Linked DNA regions of Sus scrofa: region 2 is linked to region 1. Evidence: chromatin contacts called from public Hi-C data. All regions are on one chromosome and are shown on one strand. The core of a region is the stretch at or near the end of the contact, and the rest is flanking DNA. Distances in the headings are between cores, read along the strand shown. Region 1 overlaps TTLL1 (probable tubulin polyglutamylase TTLL1). Region 2 has its middle 28 kb from the start of A4GALT.

Region 1 (4,484 bases), core at 644-3,143:
GCCCAGGGAACGTCCATATGTTGCGGGTGTGGCCCTAAAAAGACCAAAAAATAAAAATAAAAAAATAAATTGTGAAATGACCAGATGCTGAAAACTTTCAGACTTCAGAAATAACCCCCTTCCTCCAAAATCAAATGGAAAAAATTAACGGGAGCGGATAAGAAAATGGAAATTGCCATCCTGGATGATTCCAAATGGGACATCAGGGCTGGGGGCCTGGGCCGAGGGATGGACGGTCTGTTTCCAGCCTGGGAGTTTCCCGTCGCCTGCTTCGGACACCGCATACTTCCCACCCGTGTGTGTTCTGGAACCAGTGGGAGGAAACATCTGCCCAGAACAGGACATCGCTAATGTAACCGTCAATATTTGACATAAATCTCTTTAGCAGACTTTTGCTCTCACCTAGCAACCTGGCCAACGGCAAGCTAACGTCTCCCCTCCGGCCTGATTCAACTGCCCCGGGGCTCAGCCTGAGGTCACTTCCCAGCCAGGGACTCCACCCTTTCCCAGACACATCCGAGACGCAACAATAAAGCAACAGAACAGAGAGCCTGGGTTGTAAGCAGTGGTGGGTGGGACAGCCATGTGTGGAGGCCACCGGGGCTGCGTGGATTCTGCCACCTGCCTGGGGAGGAAGACGCAGTGGGGCTGGAGCAAAGCGAGGCAGGGTGGGCAGTGGCACTTGTGACTTCCGAGGCAAAGAGAATTAATCCTCTTTTTAAATACCAGGAAGCAAAGGTCCAAAGAGCCACCATCAGCCTTGGGACCAACCAAGAAACGGCAGAGCCAGGCCTTAAGCCCAGGTCTGACTCCCAGGCTGGCGGTCAACACCTGCCATCAGCACCCGGCCTCAATATCAAGGTCGCATTACCCAGGGCCTTGGATGGCCACCCCACATTGCTCTGTAAGTCACGGGCACCCTGTAAACACACCCCATCCAGAGCTCGTCCTGCTGGTGGCTGCCAACAGCGCTTACCTCTGCGTCTGCGGTAAACCCAGAGGCTGATGTCACTGAGGCCATGTGGCGGGAATGGTCTGGGCTCGCCCGACGGCAGACTCACCTACAAAACCCACCCTTCTCTGAGCACCGACACAAAGGCCCTTGGACCGATAAACACCGAGGATTATTTCTAGTTGCCTGTTTTCCTCCCAATCACAGTCAAGCAAGAAGGAATGAAACCAGAGTAGCTGTCCGATTAAATATTTTGCTTCTCGCAGCCGCGTGATTCTGTAAGATCGTCAGGTTTTGGTTTTCAGTTGATACAAAGTTTTAAAAACATGACTACACAACATGCCGAAGCTGTTATTTTCTGTCAAAAGAGCTCATTTTATACATCTGCGATTCAGTTCTTTCGGCTCTATGAAATAGATTGTGATACTATTTATAATGATTTATAATCAGAAAATTATATGTGATTTATAATCAGAAGTATAGATTTGGTCTCTGTCCCCTTCCCTGGCACACAACTCCTACAACCTTTGTGATTTCCTCGTTTTTTTTTTTTGCTTTTCAGGGCCGCATCCAAAGCACATGGAAGTTCCCAGGCTAGGGGTCGATTCAGAGCTACAGCTGCCTACACCACAGCCACAGCCACACCTGATCCGAGCCTTGTCTTCGACCTACACCACAGCTCACGACAACACTGGGCGAGGCCAGGGATCAAACCTGCAACCTCATGGCTCCTAGCCAGATTCATTTCCGCTGAGCCATGAGGGGAACTCCGTGATTTCCTTTCTAAGAGCTACGCGACATCTGTCTGTTTAGTTTTGCTCCCAGTTCCTCAGTGAAATGGGTGCCTTCTATTTTTCCTAACGAGCCCCTCTCAAGCCTGTCAGAGTCTGCGCTACTGACGGGTGGCTGGGGCTCCTCCGTAGATAACCTTGCTTGGGAGCTGGCTGCCATGGCAACCAACCACGTGCTCAGAGGGTTGGAACTGTCCCCAGGAAGGAAGGGGGGCTGGAGGTTGAGCCGATCCAAATGCCCGAGCATTAGTCCATCACGTCTATTCATAAATACCCATGGGCTATGGAGTGCAAAGAGCTTCCAGGCTGCTGAAGGCCTGGAAGGGCTGGGAGGGTGGTGCCCCCAAAGCTCACCTCACCCTGAGCACCTCTTCCATCTGGCTCTTCCTGAGTCGCGTTTGTTAGCCCACCGGTAATCTAGCAAGTACACTGTTTTCCTGATTCCGTGAGCCACGCTAGCCAATTAATTGAACCCCAGGATGGGGTCGTGGGAACCCCTGATTTATAGCCAGTTGGTTGGAAGCCCAGTTAACAGCCTGGACCTGTGACTGGCACCCGACGTGATGAGAGCGGGAGGCAGTCCTGCGGGGCTGAGCCCTCCCCTGTGGCATCTGACACCATCTCCAGGCAGACAGTGTCCGAGTTGAGTTAAACTGTGGGACACCCAGAGCCAGCGGAAGAACCGCAGAATTGCCTGGTGTGGCAAAAATCCCGACACGTCTGGTGTCGGAAGTACCGTGTGTGTGAGAGAAAAGGAGAAACGGCGTTTTCCCATCAGACTCCTTGACCTTCCAAAGAAGTGCCTTTATTTATTTACAGGGTTTAGGAAAGGAAAAAAGCTCTAGAAAAAGGGAATTCCAAAATAGGTCTTGGACGGGGGGGTGCAGTGACAAGTTCTGCCCGGGTGGGTCCAGGCTGGGGTCTCGCTGCGGTCACTTCCAGGTTGTGAGGGTGGCTCTCCCCGAGTCTCTCGATCGGCCCCCTCTGGGCCCCAGGGACGGGCCCGGCCGACTTCTCAGCTCCCGGTCAGCCCCGTCCCCTTGTGCCAGCTCCTCGTCGTACCTGGAAGCAGTTCCGGGATTCAGCAGCGGCGGCGGGGCTGAGGCTGCGGTGTGGCAAAGCCCACCTCACCCAGAAAGCAGCCTGGCCCGGTGCCCCACACCTCCAGCCCGCCTGCTCACCAGGTGGCCCTGGCGGCCCCCCAGCCACCACCCCAGGCCACGGAGCAGCTGAGAGCCACCTTGTTAAGCCGCTGTTGTGGACGGTCCCGCCCCTGCAGCTGACATTTGAGACAGGCCACCAGACTGAATCCAGCAATGACCGCCAAGGAAAAGAAGAGGACACCAGCGCAGTGAGGGGAAGTGCTGTCTGGAAACACATTCCCCGCAGCAGCTCACGCGGCATCTGCGGGCAGGGATGACGAACGCCATTCCAGACCGGGGATGGGTGTGAGTGACCCGCCCGCCCAGGCAGGGAGGCCAGGACCCAGAGGCTCAGGAGCTCACTCCTGGGACAGGCCAGCACCGCCACCACCAGCTGTGACCTGCCCTGCCCACTGCTGCCCCCCACGAACGTCCCTGCATCAGAAAGAACTGGTCTAGAACCTCAGCGCCCCTGACCACTAGGGCACCTGGGTGATTCCTGGCCTTTCTGGCTGGGGTGGGGCCCCGCTCTCAGGAGCCGCGTGCGAGTGGTGAAATCCACAGCCCCTCGCACCTCGCAGGCTCCAGCGGAGGGGTCTCCTACGGCCCGTGGCTTCCTATGACCCTCTGAACAGACCGGCAGGCATTAGGATGAGGGGCTCAGAGAGGTTTACCCAGTGTGTTAAGGTCACACAGCTGGTACATGGCAGAGGTAGAATTAAATAAAACCCAGGACTCCGGATTCCAATCCCTGAACTTTCTACCCTGCAGCCCAGAGCGTGAAGCTTCTGTCCCCTGGGAAAGTGCATGCTGGGGGTCACTGCTGACCACGCCTGACCGAGGCCCCTCTGACATTCACCTCAAACGCAAAAAGCACAAAGACACTCGGTTACGCTGCACTAGCTCCCTTCTGCAGACTTCTGGAAAAGGGTGTGTTTCCATCACAAGCTTATTCCAGAATCACAATCTGTGGTTGAGCGTGCTGTGGGGCAGAGGCTTCTGAGGTTAAAGGGCGAGTCTTCTGCGCATTTGTGCTTCTGGCAGCAAATGGGGCTGAGAGGGATGGGTAGGGAGGGGGAAGGCCAGTGGGCTGAGTGTCATCCACGCGGCAGACGAGACAGGGTTTCCTCTGCTGGAGGGGACATCAGGTCCCAGCATGTCAGCCCAAGGAGAGAGGATGCTGGCCAGAGGGCCCTCCAGGGACAGTGGCAGTTCTGCCCGTGGAGGGGAGACCCCTCTGCTGCACTCCGGGGACTCCTCGTTCTTTTTAGGGCCGCACCCATGGCATGTGGAAGTTCCCAGGCTGGGGGTTGAATCAGAGCTACAGGTGCTGGCCTACACCACAGCCACACCAATGCCAGATCCGAGCTGCGTCTGTGACCTACACCACAGCTCATGGCAACGCCGACTCCTTAACCTACTGAGTGAGGCCAAGGACTGAACCCACGTCCTCATGGATGCTAGTCAGATTCATTTCCACTGAGCCACAATGGGAATTCCATGGGTCTGCATTCCTGACCAAAGGGCTGGAGTGACCCCCCCCCATCTGGTTCGTGGTCAATCCCAGCGCCTCACTCATGGGCTGGGTGAGCAAGAAGA
Region 2 (3,981 bases), core at 641-3,140, 280 kb before region 1:
GCTGGGATAGTGGACTGCCTGGATGATCCACTCCCCGGAGAACTCACTCACAAGGCTGGGAGCTCGGTGGAGACTGTGGGTGAGCTGGGAGCCTCTTTTATCCTCCAAGTGGGCCTGTCCCTCGGCTGCTCGGGCTTCCTCACAGCATGGCCTTTGGATTCCAAGAGGAAGGAAGCGGAAGCAGCCTGTTTTCTCCAAGGTCAGGGCCAGAGTGGCGCACCGCTATTTCTGCTGGCTCCCGGTCCCAGTCCAGACTCAAGGGGTTAGATGTAAGTGCCACGTCTTGATAGGAGGGGCATGTGCATAAAAGAGGGGAGGGATGGCTTGGAACCATCTTTGGAGATCAGCTACCACACCTCTGATTTTACATATGAGGAAACAGACTTAGACATGGGACTGGAGGCTCAGGAGCTGGAATGATAATAGAAATAGGATTTATCAAGCTTTTCCTAATGTGCCCAGTACAGTACTGGCCGCTCCCACAAGCGGTCCCACTCCAAACAAATAAGGCAAGAACAATTATTCTGCCCATTTTACAGATGAGGAAACTGAGTCACAAGCAGGTAGGTAACCCGCCACAAGCCATGCAGGAAGAGGGCCCAGAATCAAACCCGAGCCGTCTGGGTCCAGAGCCCACCGTCTGAACCAGCAGCAAAATCCAAAAGCCATTACGTTTTTTCTTGAGATGTCATTTTGGCATTAACAACACAGTGGAACTGTGCCCAAAACACTGGCAAGTTCCAAATAAAACAAAATGCGACATTCTTCATACTTCAGTACAAGGCATTCTGGAAGTGTGTGCCATAGAATGACTTGCATTTTCCCACAAGAGCCCGAGGGGTCAGACATGGCAGTTCCTCCCCATTACCCATCTCTCTGTCTTATGTAGCAATAGATGTTTTAGCTGGGCACCTGTCTTCCCACCTACCTGTGCTTCGTCCCTAGTTCCCCTTGCAATTAAGGGGAGTAAGGTCTAGTCAGTGGGTTAAGAGCAGAAGCGATGGGAGTGATCTCTGGGTTGGGTCTGCTGGCTGACTAGGGGTGCAATGGCAGGAGCTGGAGCAACCGCTTTGGACCATGAGACAGAAGTTGAGTGTGGAGGGACCAATAGGGTAGCAGAAGCCTGGGGTGTTTGAATGATGTGGGGAAGTAGCCAAATCCTTAAGCCCTGACTGTCCACCTCTGGCCTCTTACCTAAGAGAGAAATAAAATTCTACCTTCTTTAAGCCTTTGTTAATTTCAGTGTTTGTTTCTTCATCTCAAATTGTATGGTAATTTACAGAGGATCCAACAGGAAGGGAAAGGACTTGTCCAGAGATGTAATAGCTGGGCCAGCAGGTCTGTGGTTCTTCCCTGTCCTGAAATTCTGTGGTTTTGTGATAGGAGAGGGTTGGGCGGAGCTGAGGGCTTCCAGCTGTTTCGAGGCTCGAGACTGGAGGCTGCTCTCTTCCTTTTCTTTGCGTGAACTATTTTCCCTTAACCTCAGTTCTGACCTTCTGTAATGGAACTGGGGGTTGGACTGCATTTAAAACCCAGATGGAAAGTAAGAAGCTGTTTGCAGCTGAATTTTCCTTTTAGTCTCTCTGGGAAGTTGGGACAGTTTATGAATATTTTGCAACGGCCAGAAATCCATTTTGTGAAATGCTGCTTTTGTGTTTTGTTTTGGTTTGGTTTTTTTCTCTCTGCCAAAACATCACAAAGTCATCAGGGGTTTTATAAACTCTGATTAAAAAAAAAAAAAAACCTAACACTTGATTTCCCAGCATGGCTAGGATATGGCATTTCCTGGTGAAGAAATATTCCATTTATTTAGCTTCTCTGAGGTTGTCGAGCATGTAGGGACTTTCCTGGGACAGGGGACAGAGTGAAAAGGCCATGACTAGGGGTGACAAAAGCAGAAGCGAGAGGGGATGTGGGGTGGCCCGGGGTTGGGGCTGGGAGCCCCAGCCACCGCAAAGCTCGAGCAGAGGCGGAAATGGAGGAGAGGGTGATGGAGCAGCATTGGCGGGGCTCAGAGTTCTGAAGGCAAGGAAGTCAGGTGGCTGGTTTCAGGGGCACAGTCCCCACGCTGGCCTCTCTGTGATAGGCTGCTTCTGTCCAGGGGGACTCGTTTGGCATGGCTGGTCAGACTGGCGAAATATGGGAGAAGCAGAAGTTGATTAAAGACCAGTGTCAAAATGACATTGATGCAACAGAACAAAGGGTGGGGGAAAAATGTAATTGTAACATATACATGTAAGGATAACTTGATCCCCTTGCTGTACAGTGGGGAAAAAAAAAAAAATGACATTGACCACAAATGTTCTGTCCTGACCTAGCCATCTTGCAAAATGGGTCACATACACCCTTCCTCAAAGGGTGAGTGTGAAGCTTAAATGCGTTAAGCGTGTATAAAGCGCTTATGAGCCTGCTTGGCTGAGAGTAACGGCTGGAAAGGGTTCCTTGTCCCTGCCGCTGCCTCGTCATCATCATCATCATTTTCTCCCCCTCCCCCACTCAGGTGAACAGTTATTTTTTTATTTTTTAAATTTTTTTATCTTTTTTGCTATTTCTTTGGGCCGCTCCCGCGGCATATGGAGGTTCCCAGGCTAGGGGTCCAATCGGAGCTGTAGCCGCCGGCCTACACCAGAGCCACAGCAACGCAGGATCCGAGCCACGTCTGCGACCTATACCACAGCTCACGGCAACGCCGGATCGTTAACCCACTGAGCAAGGGCAGGGACTGAACCCGCAACCTCATGGTTCCTAGTCGGATTCGTTAACCACTGCGCCATGACAGGAACTCCATGGTGGACAGTTATTGACTGGAGTCACTTGTGGGCTTTCATGACCAAGAAAGTTTTTGTCATAAGAAAGTTCCACGTTGCAATTAAAACAGTGGGTTGCTAAAGGCAAATGAGGAGGTGATTCCGTTTCCCTGAGATTTGAGGAACTTCGTGTTTGGGATTTTTGTCTTTGTTATTTTTTTATTTTTTTTGTCTTTTTGCTATTTCTTTGGGCCGCTTCCGCGGCATGTGAAGGTTCCCAGGCTAGGGGTCTAATCGGAACTGTAGCCACCGGCCTACGCCAGAGCCACAGCAACGCAGAATCCAAGCCGCGTCTGCAACCTACACCACAGCTCACAGCAACGCCGGATCGTTAACCCACTGAGCAAGGGCAGGGACCGAACCCTCAACCTCATGGTTCCTAGTCGGATTCGTTAACCACTGCGCCACGGCGGGAACTCCCGGATTTTTGTCTTTGAAGCGCAGTCGATACTGACACGTATCCCCTTGGACGGCTTTGAAGTTCCACCACCGCCTTTGCCATGGTGCTTCCCGCCCTGGCCCCACCCTTCCCAGCTCCTCTTTATGATGATTGAAAACAAAATTAATTGCGGTAAAATACACATAACATAAAGTGTAGCCTCTTGGAGTTCCCACTGTGGCACAATGGGATGGGCAGCGTCTTGGGAGCTCTGGGACGCAGGTTCGATCCCTGGCCTAGCGCAGTGGGTGAAGGATCTCACGTCGCTGCAGCTGTGGCTTGGATCTGATCCCCGGCCTGGGGATCTCCCTGGCTTATCTTCATTTTTACTTAGAATATCATCTTGGGTGTAACATGATTTCTCTCTCAACCTTCGCTGTCATCAATCCTTGTTTTCTTCCAAACTCCAGCAGAACGAACTCTCTACCTGAATATTTCAACTGCAGGGAGGCAGTGTCACATCTCGTGACTTTAGGCCAGGCTGCGGTCACCCCTGCACGCCCCCTGCTCTGCCCCCACCGCGGGCCCCGTGCACACAGCAGATCCGACCACAGGGCAGTGCACACTTCATCCTCACCCTATAGGGGGGTCCTCTGGGGCAGAGGGGGGCACCTTGTCAAGCTATTCCCTCGAAGATGCTAGGCCCTCCAGAAAGAGCTGGTCCAAGAGAATGGGGCCAGACTTACTGAAGACTCATGGTAAATATGTAGTAGGAGAGGCAGCTCAAAAGACGGG

The links. Hi-C and Micro-C count contacts between places; a contact is called where the count stands out from the background.
Region 2: a contact with region 1 is called in a Hi-C map of subcutaneous adipose tissue, with 2.3 times the contacts expected there. A contact is called at or near these places in 4 of 47 Hi-C or Micro-C datasets (embryonic fibroblasts, mesenteric adipose tissue, retroperitoneal adipose tissue and 1 more) and 1 of 2 datasets of targeted methods (alveolar macrophages).

The regions. Positions count from the first base shown.
Region 1 is chr5:5,825,665-5,830,148 of Sscrofa11.1, reverse strand. It overlaps TTLL1 (probable tubulin polyglutamylase TTLL1), which reads right to left. Exons shown (of 13, transcript XM_003481524.3): 13 at 2,527-2,805. The coding sequence ends at 2,676. Among named protein-coding and RNA genes, the nearest start is that of PACSIN2, 25 kb to the left of the region's middle.
Region 2 is chr5:6,109,865-6,113,845 of Sscrofa11.1, reverse strand. No RefSeq gene overlaps it. Among named protein-coding and RNA genes, the nearest start is that of A4GALT, 28 kb to the right of the region's middle.